Regions from separate parts of the Sus scrofa genome. Here region 2 is linked to region 1. The links are chromatin contacts, called in public Hi-C maps. All regions are on one chromosome and are shown on one strand. Each heading gives the region's core, a stretch centred on a gene start, on an enhancer-like site or on the middle of the called end of the contact. The rest is flanking DNA. Distances are from core to core; before and after follow the strand shown.

Region 1 (2,583 bases), core at 41-2,540:
TGCTTTCAGGTGGGTCATCTTTTTCTCTATACACAGTCCTTAGATTCTTAAGCCAGCAGCAGATGAGCTCCCTAATTCATTTTCTTTTCGTAATTTATCATGCTGGTATCTTCTGTGATATCTGACTATGTGTCATAGCAATGCAGCAACTGTTTTCTCCTTCAATATTTGTACACACATATTTCTTTAATGTTTCAGGACGCTTCAAGCTAAGCAACACCCACATTTCTTGGCTGATGATGCAAGTGCTAAAAAACTTAAATTTTATCCTTTACAGGGAAAAAAACAGAGTCCTATGGATTAAAGCAGTGATTCACGAATTTTTGGTGGCAGCAAGAATCATCTCTGTCTTTCCTCTTTCAATACAAAAGCAAGAATTCCTGCAAATTGTAAATTCCCAGACCCCATCTCCCTTGAAGATACTGATTTGAATCCAAGAAATTGTCTCTTTAAAAAAAAAAAAAAAAAAAAAAAAACAACTAGGGCCCCAGGTGATTCTGAGACATGCGCACAGATCATGCTCTGAGGAATTCTGGAATGAAGAAGAGCTGTTTTCACTATTCTCACCCATTTATTAAGCTGCTATCTCGGCGATCTCTGTCTAAGCTCAGAAAGAAACCCGTGAGGAGTTAAAAAGTCCCTCTGTGACTGAAGTGAACATTCCACTGTGGGAAGTTTCTGGATGCCTCAGAAGAGATAAAGGCAAATGCTTTGTTTCAAAAAAAAAAAAAAAAAAAAAAAAAAAGGTCTAATTTCATCATCTGTTGCCTTCTCCTTCCTGTTCTCCCTACCCCCCTTCCTCCTCCCCACTCCTGTTCTTCTTCTTCCTTTTCCTCTTCTCTCTCCTCCTCTTCTTCGTCCACCTCCTCCCTCTCCCTCCTCCTCCTCCATTTCCCGTTCCCCCGTCTCTTCTCTCCCTCCTCCTCTTCTTCCCTCCTTTCTGGCTCCCTTAGGCACCCTGTTCTTTTCTTCTTCCGCTCTTCAACCTCCTTTTCCACAAGCTGTTGCAAAGTCTGCCAGGTGACTATTTTTAAGAAGATGGAATAGGTAGAAAGAATCAACTGCTAGCGGAACTTAACAGGTGAGACTCAGAACCTCCAAAAAGCTGAGAGACTGCTGTCTGCAGGCTTGGCATTATCTGGGAATACATTACCTTTCTTATTTTTAGGATGAATACGCCAGGAGTGTGCAAAGTGGTGGAGAAATTCAGTAGCACACCCCTGCTCAGCTCTGACCAAGGAAGCCCTTCCTCCCCATCCAGTCCACGCAAACACACCCATTACCAGGAACAGGCAAACATGCAATGTCCACAGGGTCACCGGTGTCCCACCAGACTCAAAGCCAACACAAGCAGGCGCTAAGACTCTGCCACAAAGACAGCCTCCAGGAACGGATTAGCAAGATTAGTCACCAGGGTAACTCACAGCCTAAGAACAGCAGAGCTTTTGAAGTAGCGGTTGGGGTATGGAAGGGTAGCAAGACAAACTTAAGAGGTTGCTAACACAGACAAAGCTATTTACAAGCAAGGTCTTTCATTCTTTTATCGGTGAAGAAAACCAGCTGCCCTGTAGTCTTGACACTGAACGCTGACCAGTAAAATGGCAGTTGGTTAGCAACATCCTCTCTCACCAAGCCAGGAAATGATGAAAAATTGTCTCCATGGACTTCTTTAGGGATAAACAGAGGGTAATGCTTATTATCCTTTGAACATTTAGCTGTTGGGAAAGATAGGAGTTGCCAGCATAGTTGAACAATTATCAGGGGGGGTTGCATGCTGGTGTGTTTGGATCCATCTAACTTGCAGTTGAAAAGCCATCTCCAGAGAGTGATTGAGAGAGAAAGGGAGACACATAGAGTGAGAAAAGAATGGAACTTTAAAAAATCACTCTTTTTTTTTTCCCCAAAGCAGAATAGCTCTGTCCTCTTGTGCTCCCACTGGGGGTCAGACCTCTGCATCGACACTGGTCTTGCTTTGCCTTCTAAGGAATTAAGCCCAGGTTCTGTCTGGGAACCTGGCTGCCTTAAGCCTACAGAGGGAATCCTGTGTATATGGAAGGGAACAGGATGCAAAATTTTCTCCCACAAGTAGGAAATAAGTGAGTACTTCCTCAGGGTCACTCAACTTCTAATTCTCCCCAAAGCCACCCCAAACCTTCAGCCATATCCTTCTCGTTGATGCCTTTGGATCATCCATTTATTCCAAGAGTAGGGGAGGAGCGGGCACTGCCATGTGTTATTAACCAACAGAATTACAGAGGAGTTTCCATAGATCTGCCAACCTGCTACTGTACTGCGTCTCTAGGCTGAATGTGGACACCGCGGTTTTAAACTGTAAGTCGTTGTTGGCAGCTGCTATAATACACGGGTCTTAGCAGTTGCCTGCATTGACACCTTGCTTATCAAAATGAATAATCTGCATCTGTGGATGTGTTCTGCTCCTATGTGTTCACTATGCCCTGAGAATCCTGAAGAAAGAATGAGCTCTGCTCACCCACCTTTCATTCACTGACTGATGGGCTGGTCTGTTGCTATTGGCTTCTGGCCCCATTTTAGAGTCAATGCAACCCCTTTAGTTCGTACCAC
Region 2 (2,583 bases), core at 45-2,544, 200 kb after region 1:
CTACAAGAATCTGTGTCATCGTTCCTGAAAACTAAGGCTGGCACAGTATAAAGGTCAGACCAGGCCATGGAGGGAGAAGACTGGGGTCAGTCCTGGCACTGCTGTATCCATCTGTATGTCTTTGAGTGCCCTTGGGAAGATTCCTTAAGCTCTTTGAGCTTCAGGTTCCCAATCTGAAAAATGAAACTTACAAGATGGAACTTCCAGAGCTGTTGGGAGGAAGCGAAAGGAACCTATGTGTAGGTAAGGGTAGCTCTGATTATGATTGGGTTTGAGACTACAGGGCATAGTAACTAGGGATGCAGACCCACCCAGTTCAAATCTCAGTTCTTCTGGGTCACCTTGGGCCCTTGGGAAAGCTTCTTATTTTCTCTCAGACGGTTTCTTCCTGTGACAAATGGAGATAACAGGTGTATGCAGCTTGAAGTGTTTTTGTGAGGATTTAAGAAATTAATATAAATAACTAAATGTGGAGTTCCCATCATGGCGCAGAGGAAACAATTTCACTAGGAACCATGAGGTTGCGGGTTCGATCCCTGGCCTCATTCAGAGGGTTGGGGATCTGGTGTTGCTGTGAGCTGTGGTATAGGTCATAGATGTGGCCCAGATCTGGCATTGCTGTGGCTGTGGTGTGGCCAGGAGCTGTAGCTCCAATTAGACCCCTAGCCTGGGAACCTACATCTGCCGCAAGCGCAACCCTAAAAAGACAAGGGAAAAAAAATCAAAAATCAAAAACAAATAAATAAGTAAATGTAAGGGGAAGCACTTGGGACCTGGCAGACAACACCTTCGCCCATCTTATTCACCAAGGCGCTCCTGCCCCCGCCCCCACTCCCTCCAACCACCACCCCCATGTCCACCCCTGGGGTCAGAACTGTCCTTCCTTCCCACTCTTCCAGGGAGAAGAGGGGAGAGGAAAGCAAGATCACTGTTGACAGGGGAAGGTGACCTTGCAGGCATGGAGAAAGCTGGCCTGGAACTCATCTGCTCTCCCAGCCTGCTGGTTCACCCCACCTCACCTCCCTTGATTTCCGAGGCTTAAAATAGCCTGAACCGGTGTGGTCACATTTCAGTGTGCCACTCAGAGAGAACCCCTAGGGTGTTTTCAAAGCCAGCTCTGAGCTCCTCACTAGCCAGGCTCCGGTTATGAGTTATTCACACACATTGGGCTCTACCCGGTCTGCAGGGAAAGTGAGTTCCGAGTGCTTTCCTGCTAGATCCCACCTATGGGAGCTCTGCTTGCTCAGCAGGGTCAGACCCATCAGCTCCTTTAATAAACAGGGGCTGTGGAACCCTGCCAGCTGCAGAGGGTAAGGGAGCAGTGCTGCTGGGGCCGGGGGGTGGGGGAGGGAGGGATGGCAGGTTCTGAGGAGGTCAAGGATCATATGATGGGGAAAGGCCCACACTGGGAGTCAGGTGGAGGGTGGTCTGAGATCCAGCTCCACCCCCAATGTAGTGTGACCTTGAATTTGTGGCCTGCCCTCTCTGGATCTTCCATTGCCCTCTGATCTTTCTTTCTTTTTCCTTTTTAGGGCCTCACCAGTGGCATAAGGAAATTCCCAGGTTAGGGGTTGAATTGGAGCTACAGCTGCCTGCCTACACCACAGCCACAGCAACTCAGGATCCAAACCAAGTCTACCACCTACCCCGCAGCTCAGGGCAACCCGCTGGGCGGGGCCAGGGATCAAACCTGCATCTTCATGAACACTAGTTAGGGTTGTTACCGCTGAGCCACAACAGGAAATCCCACCTGACTTTTCCTGATGGTTCAAATTGGCTCTATTCTCCACCTCAGAGCGGCTTCATTCTCAGACCTTATATGATGTCAAGATGGCATCACGTAGCTCCTAACCTACTTCTTCTGATGCTCACATCTGGCAGGAAACAGAGTTTCTCTTCCCTCCTTGTTGGCCAAACTCTTGTTGCTCAAGAGCAATGCACCCATCTGGGGTGGCAGGTGCGCCAGCCCTCAGAGCCCATTCTCATCCCTCCCTGGGCTGCAAAGGTTGCAGAATGGAAATCTACATCCTCAGCCCCACTGAGCTAGGGTTCACATGCAAATTAGGTTCCATTCATCAGATGTCCTAGCGTGAGATGTGGAAGGCAGCCGTGAAGGGTGCTCTTGGTTCCTGGCCAAAGTCTCAGGTACAATCTCCAGGTTCATGGGTGTCCAGAAGCTTCCGAGGCCTGGATTGTAGCAGCTGGGTATATTCTTGAATGGGATGACTCCGGGCCAGGAAGAGAGGTGTGCTCTTCTCTCTCCACCTTGGTCCCTGGTGGGCAAAAAGCTTCTTTCCTGGAGACCCAGCCCACTTTTCCAGGGATGTCATGAGCACCTGTTTTCCTGCATTCCGTATCTTTCTGCTTAAAAACGGCCAAGTCATTCCTGTTCTGTTCCCTGTGTCTGACTCCTGACCAAGACCCCATCCCTGAACCCAGAGGGAAAGGAACGTGCTGATTGCCTGGGCCTTGGGCACAAGCCCATTGTGAAGTCTGGGTTAGTCATCACTGCCAAAAGATACAGATTAAGGAGAATAATTTCCCCCAATTACTATTATTTTAATATTGCCAAATTACTCTAAT

Evidence for each region. Hi-C and Micro-C count contacts between places; a contact is called where the count stands out from the background.
Region 2: a contact with region 1 is called in a Hi-C map of fetal heart ventricle, with 2.4 times the contacts expected there. The contact joins two enhancer-like sites. A contact is called at or near these places in 2 of 47 Hi-C or Micro-C datasets (fetal heart ventricle and heart right ventricle).

What each region holds. Positions count from the first base shown.
Region 1 is chr14:124,127,086-124,129,668 of Sscrofa11.1, forward strand. No RefSeq gene overlaps it. Among named protein-coding and RNA genes, the nearest start is that of DCLRE1A, 34 kb to the right of the region's middle. Within about 2 kb of position 1,291, at least 12 of the 83 cell types and tissues checked have an H3K27ac peak or open chromatin away from gene starts, as enhancers often do.
Region 2 is chr14:124,323,582-124,326,164 of Sscrofa11.1, forward strand. No RefSeq gene overlaps it. Among named protein-coding and RNA genes, the nearest start is that of ADRB1, 75 kb to the right of the region's middle. Within about 2 kb of position 1,295, at least 3 of the 83 cell types and tissues checked have an H3K27ac peak or open chromatin away from gene starts, as enhancers often do.